Regions from separate parts of the Mus musculus genome. Here all the other regions are linked to region 1. A link is a contact called in public HiChIP or PLAC-seq and promoter capture Hi-C data. All regions are on one chromosome and are shown on one strand. The core of a region is the stretch at or near the end of the contact, and the rest is flanking DNA. Distances in the headings are between cores, read along the strand shown. Region 1 holds the start of Trap1 (TNF receptor-associated protein 1). Region 2 overlaps Srl (sarcalumenin). Region 3 holds the start of Adcy9 (adenylate cyclase 9).

What was found. Promoter capture Hi-C pulls out the DNA fragments that hold promoters and counts their contacts. HiChIP or PLAC-seq counts read pairs in DNA pulled down with a chosen protein or histone mark.
Region 2: a contact with region 1 is called in a promoter capture Hi-C map of cranial neural crest. The contact joins the enhancer-like site here to the promoter of Trap1 in region 1. A contact is called at or near these places in 5 of 39 promoter capture datasets (the 3T3-L1 cell line, the C10 cell line, cranial neural crest and 1 more), 3 of 115 datasets of contacts at active chromatin or transcription factors (embryonic stem cells, epiblast stem cells and large pre-B cells) and 2 of 9 other capture datasets (liver and pancreatic islet).
Region 3: a contact with region 1 is called in an HNF4G HiChIP or PLAC-seq map of pancreatic cancer cells. The contact joins the promoter of Adcy9 here to the promoter of Trap1 in region 1. A contact is called at or near these places in 2 of 39 promoter capture datasets (cranial neural crest and neural stem cells), 1 of 484 Hi-C or Micro-C datasets (group 2 innate lymphoid cells), 3 of 115 datasets of contacts at active chromatin or transcription factors (cardiomyocytes, extraembryonic endoderm stem cells and pancreatic cancer cells) and 2 of 9 other capture datasets (adipose tissue and liver).

The regions. Positions count from the first base shown.
Region 1 is chr16:4,076,510-4,079,168 of GRCm38.p6, reverse strand. Trap1 (TNF receptor-associated protein 1) reads left to right here and starts at 1,359. Exons shown (of 18, transcript NM_026508.2): 1 at 1,359-1,476. The coding sequence starts at 1,389.
Region 2 is chr16:4,487,974-4,490,632 of GRCm38.p6, reverse strand. The region is part of intron 4 of Srl (sarcalumenin); the gene reads left to right. Among named protein-coding and RNA genes, the nearest start is that of Srl, 34 kb to the left of the region's middle. Within about 2 kb of position 1,337, at least 127 of the 459 cell types and tissues checked have an H3K27ac peak or open chromatin away from gene starts, as enhancers often do.
Region 3 is chr16:4,419,198-4,421,856 of GRCm38.p6, reverse strand. Adcy9 (adenylate cyclase 9) reads left to right here and starts at 1,359. Exons shown (of 11, transcript NM_009624.3): 1 at 1,359-2,081; 2 at 2,269-2,659. The coding sequence starts at 2,312.

The sequences.
Region 1 (2,659 bases), core at 110-2,609:
CAGGCAGATTAGAGGAGGTAATACAGAACCTGGGGGCAGAAGCTAGAACTGTGAGGATCTAAGGGTGACCATGGAAAAAGACACTAGGGAGCAGGGGTGGGGCTGGTTGTGGAGGATGTGGGCCCAGCAGGAGCAGAACTGGCTGGGGGTTAGGGGTAGGAATTGTGAGGTGTTCAGGTGCTCTCTCCACCTTATATTGAAACATGGCCTTTTACTGAACATGGGACATCAGAATCAGATTGGTTGGCTAGCAAAACCCAAGGATTCTCTTGTTTCTGTCTCCCCAGCACTGAGATCACAGGCACACAGTGCTCTGTCAATTTCTTGGGGTTATCAGGGCAACAGGCACTTTAAATACAGAGCCTGTATTAAAGTTTGGCCTCATATCTGCCCATTCTTATCTATTTTCCATCTATAAAGTCAATGTGGGAGCAATCCTTGTCAACCTAGAACAGTAACTAAACATTCCCTATACCAAAACTTCAAGTCTATTCTGGATCCAGGAATTAACTGCTCTTGCTACTAGTGTCTGCTAACAAGCTAGATAATCGCTCTAATGTTTTAGTAAAATCTGATCATAGGAAAATGTATCTGGTGTGTGTCAGAATCAAGCGAGAACCTGTCAGAAAGGTCCTCGCTGGGCCTTACTCTGAGGTTAGGACCGGGACAAGCGACCTGCTCTGGAGGCGGCTGGAGTTTGGATTAAACTTTAGAGGGCCGGGCGTGGTGGTGCAAGCCTTTAATCCCAGCACTTGGGAGGCAGAGGCAGGTGGATTTCTGAGTTCGAGGCCAGCCTGGTCTACAAAGTGAGTTCCAGGACAGCCAGGGCTATACAGAGAAACCCTGTCTCGAAAAACAAAAACAAAAAAACAAAAAAACAAAAAAAAAAAAAAAAAAAAAAACTTTAGAGACAAGGTTTGTGGCCTGGATCCCCAAACAAGCTTCCAGTAGGGAGAAAGTCACAATAAACGGGTAAGTCCAAAGGTGTTGGTTACTGAGCTCACGTTTTGGCGAATAACAGTCAAACCTAAAATTTGTCAAAGTGTAGGTTTTGGCATTGCTGTAAGAGTTTTTCAGTGGATCCACACTCCAGCTGGGTAGTGCCATCTCGAGAATGGGATGCTCCCGCCTAGGGACCGCCAGCACCGCGGGCCGGGGACACTATAACCCTCACACGCACAATGCAAGGGATCAGCGACCTTGTCACTGAGATCCAAGGTCAAAAAGTACAGTCTTCAGGGCCCCCGCGCTGCGGTTTGCTGCGTTCCCGTTCTCGCACAGGCAACGCCTTGGACAGCCCGTCGCGCGCCATGACGTCACTGAGCCGCCCCCGCGGAAGGCCCCCTCATCACTCTGTTAGGCTGTTAGCCACACTTGGGAAAGGAAGCATGGCGTGCGAGCTGCGAGCTGTGTTGCTGTGGGGCCGCGGGCTGCAGACTGTACTGCGGGCCCCCGCGCTGGCTGGAGTTCGGCGAGGTGAGCGCGGCACGAGAGCGCAGAGGCGGCGTCTGAGGCTGTGTGCACACTCTTAGACCGGCGGGAGGCCGCACTGCGCCGGAGCTGCTAAGTGGGGCGGGGAGTAGGACCTTGTGGTCGCTTTTGGGGAGCCGAGTCACGGGCAGCCACAGCCTGCTCTCGTCAGTCCCTGGTAGTCCTGATTGCAGACGCTCCCGCGCTTGGGTTGACAAGTTCGTTGCACGCGGCTGTTCACAAGCTCAGCTCTCGCAGAAGTCAAGCCCTGGGGTAACTACGGTGAGCAAAACCAACGGTTACCCAGGACTTCAGGGAGCCAGTGAACTCCGCGTGTTTGATCCCTGGAATTGAAAGAGAAAGGAAAGGAGAGAGAATAACCTTAATCTATACTTTCCCACCCCGCACTCATGTAACAGTGAAGATGTTAGCGTTACATACACTTAAATTATACGTATTTACAGCTATTTTTACATAAAAGGGCTCAAGTCAAGAATTAACTGCGAAAGAATATTAAAGCTTCTGGCATTCATTACATTTATGTTTCGCATAAACATAGCTTCCCAATGGCTTTCCGAAGTTTTGTCGCTCTCATCCTCCACTAAATGTTCTCTTGGCCACAAATATCGTTACAGTGTTTAACAGATTTGAGTGAGCGATTGCTTAAATCTTTAGGAACATGTTTTCGGTTTCAGAATTTGCCCTTTTATTTCTGTATTAGCTAATCTGCCAAACTTCACCTCAGTTTTTTATTGGGTGTGGGGAGGGTGACAGGGTTTCACCATATATGTTCCGCCTGGCCAGGGTGGTCACAAACTCACAGAGATTCATCTGCCTCTGCTCCCCAGAGTGGTAGGATTAAAGTGTGCCACAGTGCCTGGTGCTCAAAATACTTTTGTCTGTATATGTGTCCTCTAGTAGCAAAACTGATTTACCCATAGTATCTTTTCCAACATTTGAGTATGTCTCAAACCAAAACAACAAAAAAAGAGCCCCCAAAGGCAGTTTGTGCTTGGCTTGCATAGGCCCTGAATTGGTCCCCAGTGCCACGGAGAATACTAAAAAAAAAAAGAGCTCTGTGTAGAAGACATCTCTTGTGATTTCTATCTACAGAGAAGCTGGTTTTACTTAACAGTGGATCCGTATCTTCTCTGATTTCTTGTGTATCTTTGCATCATGTTCTGCAAAC
Region 2 (2,659 bases), core at 88-2,587, 410 kb before region 1:
AGTTCCTGAACGCCACACGGTGGGAGAGAATCAGGCCCCACAAGGCCCTTCTGGCCTCGATACACACACCAAGCTGTGCACCCCCAATACATACATACATACATACATACATACATACATATGTTCCAAAGCTGGGCATGCTGGCTATGCCTGTAGTCTCAGCACTTGTAAGGCTGAGGCAATAGAATGACTAAGGATTTAGAGCCAGCCTGGGCTACAGAATGAATTTCAGGCCACCATAGGCTTTAGAGTGGGATGCTATCTAAACAAAATGAAATTAAACCATTCCAAACACTAGCATAATTCATATATTTTGTGTACAGATATTTGTAAGACATGTTTTGCTTGCTTGTTTGTCCTTAAAATAGTACAGCAAAGGGGTTGACAAGATGGCATAGTAGGCAAATGTACCTGCAGCCCAGACAGCCTTAATTCAATCCCTGGACCTGTATGGTAAGAAAAGAGAACCAACTCCCGTAATTTATCTTCTGGCATACCCCGGCCCCACAAATACATGTTTAAAAATTATTATAGAACACTAGAATTAAGTATTTTAATCATTGTTAGAAAATTGCCTTGAAATACTCCAATCTGTATTCACAAGAACATACCAGAGAATTCTTGTTCCACCATGGTTTGCCATCTTTAAAAGTGTGACTCATTTTTCAGTGCTGGGGACACAACCCCAGACTTTAGATATGCTAAGCAGGTGCCCTGCCACTGAGCTATATCCACAGCTACTCTAACTCCTGGTTTAAAGCTTTCATAATTGTTATTTTTTTCTTTTCAGTTCTGGGGATGGAACCCAGGGCCCTGAGCATCCTAGGCAAGTGCTCTACTACAGAGCTATAACCCCAGCCCTTGTTTTAATTGTAAATCACATGACAAATCTCTTCCTGTGTTACCTGGCAATTTCCATATTAGCCTAATGCCTATTGAGTAGCTGTGTATCTGAGGGCACATTTGTTCCTACTCTACAGAACAGGAATCTAATGCCAGGCAGTGCTGGTTGCCCTGGCCACTGTCAGGACCCCGGCCCCATTCCTTTCCCCAGGGGATGAATGCCCTGTGCTGTCGGTTCCTATACCATTCTTACAGGCCTAAGAGCCCGCCGCCCGCCGCTCCTGCTTCTTCGAGCGCGTGCAGGCCTGGTGTGAGGTCACAGAACAGTGGCTGGCTTTCTTCTGTCCTCTGTACTTGTCTCCCTACTCTGACACCAAGAGTGGCATGACCCTCCCAGGGAAACTCCAAACTTAAAGCCTCAGTGGCCAAGAGGCTGCCAGCTGCCCCTGGATTGGCTCTCAGCAAAGGCCAATTGGCTCTCTTCTGGCTTCCCTTTCTGGACTTGGCTTCTCTGTCCTAATGTCCTGCCAGCTTCCTGCATGCCCCCTATCCTTCAAGCTTATTGCTGGTCTCCCACATATGCCCACAATGCCCCCTGCTGTGCAGAATTGGAACAGCAACACTCGAAGCTCTGTCTCACATAACCAGCGCTGGCTTTTTGGAAAAATCCATAACTGGCATAACTCTCTTGAGATGCCTAATCGCCGTGTTCCCAGGCTGAGTGCCTCTCATGTGTGCTTACACACAAGAGGGAAGGGCCAGCCCACGACTTGTGCTCACCATACAGAAGCCATCATCTTTTAGGACTTTGCTTTACTCCCAAAGGAACAAAACCAGTATATCCAAAAGCCAGGTGCAGAAGGGATTCATGCTATACAAAAATGAATGTACAACACTGGTATACAACACAGTGTATACACAGTAAGGCAGCTGAAAAATGCCAGAAATTAGCATTAGTGTCCAGGGTAGTGGTACACAAATATAGATAGGCCCAGCTACCCTGGAGGCTGAGGCAAGAGAATCACTTGATTCTTGAGCCCAGGACTTTGAGAACATCCTGGGAAATATAACGTCCTCTCAAAAGAAAATAGAAAAAAAAAAAAAAAACCCACCCCAACTGGCCCAGCATTAGTTACCTAATAGAGAGTGTATTGTGGCCTAGACAGACTGGGGCTTTTTGTACTTCAGACTTTTGAGTCAGGACAGTATACAAAATTATAAGAAATAAATTTAAAAAAAGTTTAAGAAAGAAGACTGTATTTTGAGGTCTGTCTGCAGGCTCAGGAAGACAAAAGTCTGGAGAGCACAGGTGCTCAGTGCAGCTAGTTCAGAAAAGAAGTTAGAGGACCAGAAAGCAGCAATAAGAAACAGCATCTCTGTCTACAGCCTCTACCTGCTTCTTTGCCCAGATTTGGTTTTGTTTTCTATTTTTGCAGTAGTGGGGACTGAACCCAGGGCCTCGCACATACTATGTAAATGCTCTGCTAGTGAGCACCCTCCTAAACCACCATCTTTCTTTTGAAGACACTAGAGAATTCTGCTTCTCTCTCTCATACCCCTCTCCAGTAGCCTTGGCAGGGTGTGATTCCTAGCAGGGTGTCTTAGAGGACCTTGGCCTCAGGGACCAAGAATCTAAGGATTCCCAGTTTTCAGTGTTTGGTTTCAGACCCTGGAAGACTTGTCATGGACTAAGACTAATCTGAGCTTGAGGGGAGGATGTGAAGAGCCCCAGTGAAGAGATAAGGAGAGCTGCAAGCTGCAGATGGGCAGAGCCTGGAGCTCGGATGGCTCAACCTTGTCTATGCTTCTCCCATGT
Region 3 (2,659 bases), core at 110-2,609, 340 kb before region 1:
TGTGACAATACCTTAGGCTCTGTGTTTGGTGACTCTGGCACTGTGAAGAGCACTTGGCAGTTTGGTTGTGGAGTATTTTTCAGATTAAGTTCCTTCCTCAGATGTTTTCTCATAATTAGATGGACATCTTGCACTTTGAGCTGGAATATATCAACAATGACACGTTTACTTTAAAAAGTTCCTGTTTATTGTGGTGCAATACATACTGCATAAAACTTACCATTTATGCAGTTGTACTTATCATTAAAGCAATCCAAAGACACTAGTACGTTCATGAAGTATACCTACTACAGAATCCACGGCGTTGTGTTCTCACTAGTTCCAGATGTTTTCATCACCCCAAAAGGAACCCCCAGGCTTGATAGTGTAGTCAATACCTAGTACTTCATACAACCGCAGGCATCCATCACCTGTATTTTCTCTATAGATTTGCTTGTTCTGGGCATTTCACATTAATACAATCATACAATATGTGGCCTCTTGTGTTTGGTTTCTTTTACCCAGTGTGTTTCAGAGGTTGTAGCAAGTGTACTTCATTTTTATAGTCGAATAATATTCGGTTGTATAGATAGTCTATATTTTACCTTCCTATTCCTGAATTCCACAGTGACTGTGGATGCCTGGGATGGGCCCCGAGAGCTGTGGGAAGGAAGGGTCAGTTAGTCCCCTGTGGTTGCAGAAAAACACTGTACGGTGTGGCAGCCAGGGTGCGACCAGAGAATATAGAATTGTGTTTATTCAGGCCAGAGTTTACACAGACCAATGTAGAACTTATTAATGGGAAGCTGATTTCTTTGAACGTTTTCCTTGTGGAGAGGGAAAAACAGTTGTTCATGTGAAGAATGAAAGATCTTCAAAGTCGGGAAGATAACTTCCCCAGGGGGTTGGCAAAGGTGGTCCTCAGTGGTGCTCGACTTTAGAAGCTATCAGAAGTGGCTTGGCTGGTGATGATCATTTCCATCCCCCAGCAAGTTCAGAGGGGCCTAGCACCACTGGGAACACTCCTACATTGCTGGCAGAATGGGAGGGAGGTCACAATCGAGCAAAGCCAGGGACTGAAAACTTCGATGTATCCAAAAGGTAAACTGCGCTTAGATGCTTCCTGTGCGGACTTGGGGGCCAGGCTGCGGGGCAAGTAGTCAAAGGCAGCCAAGGCCTCGGAAGAAGGCGGAGGCCTGGTGCCCACAGCAGGCGGCCCAGGCTCGGAGCAGCCCAGGGCGGAGGGCGGCGCCCAGAGCGCGTCCGCCCGGCCCCGCCCCGCTGCAGCCCCGAGCCGGGCGCGCGCTCCTAGGCGGGGTGGCGCGCTGCTGGTGCGCGTGTCCCGGACCCGGCGGTGACGTGCGCGGGCCGCGCGTGCGCGCTGCGGCAGAGGAGAGGGGCGGCGCGGGCGCGCGTCTGTCAGTGACAGCGGGAGGGGGAGGAGGAGGGGGCCGGAGATGGTGGTGGCGGCGGCTGCGGCTGCTACTCTTCCGACCTGAGGCAGCGGCTGCGGGAGAGCGGGCGGCGGGCGCAGCCGCAGCGGCATCTGTAGCTCAGGCAGGGCCCCTGGGGCGTGGGCGCGGCGTGCGGACGACCGGCGTGCTGGCCAGCCGGCGTCGCGGGAGTCAGGCTCTGCGGCAGCCCGCACGGCGGTCTGTGGAGGGGCCCGCGCAGTGCCCCGAGCTCGGCTCTGGGCCGGGGTGCGTTCGGCTGCGGGCAGCAGGCCCTGCTAGACCGGCCGCTCGGACGGGCGGCCCTCGGGCTCCTCAAGCTCGCGAGCAGGGGCGCGGGGCAGGGTAGCCCGCTGGTGCTTAGCCGCAAGGGGACGGAACGCGGCAGGAGCCGCAGGTTGGCCCGCGCGCTTTGACGCACCGGGCGCTGCTGCGGCAGGATGAAGCGCTGCTCGCCTCCCGAGTTGTTTTTGCGAAAGCTGCTCCCGGTGCCCCGAGCGCTCAAGGTCTGAACTTCCCTCTGGAGCTGCAGTTGGAGTTGCACGGGGAGAGGCCACCAGCGGGCGACGGCGCCCGAGGGGAGCGCAGCGCAGCGCTGCCGGGGACCCAAGACTCAGCGCGGCCGCGGCACGAGAACCCTGGGAGCACCAGGTACGGCCCGTGCGGTTCTCGCTCGCCTTGGCGCTTTTATGCGCCGTTATGGGCAGTTTTGGTGAACATATGGTGGTGCCTTCCCAAGTGGCTCGCCAGAGCTCGCACTCGCGACAAGCACAGGTCGCGTGGCCCTCCGGGAGTGTGTGTAGTCAGGCCGCTCTAATTCTGCTGGTTTTGCCTGCAGGTGCCCCTGACCTGGTCGGGAAAGGTTCCAAGAGCTCGGCAACATGGCTTCCTCACCCCACCAGCAGCTGCTGCATCACCATAGCACCGAGGTGAGCTGCGACTCAAGCGGAGACAGCAACAGCGTGAGGGTCAAGATCAACCCTAAGCAGCTGTCCTCCAACACCCACCCGAAGCACTGCAAGTACAGCATCTCCTCCAGCTGTAGCAGCTCGGGAGACTCAGGGGGCCTTCCCCGGAGGGTTGGCGGCGGGGGTCGCCTGCGCAGACAGAAGAAGCTGCCCCAGCTTTTTGAGAGGGCCTCCAGCCGGTGGTGGGACCCCAAATTCGACTCCATGAACCTGGAGGAGGCCTGCCTGGAGCGCTGCTTTCCGCAGACCCAGCGCCGCTTC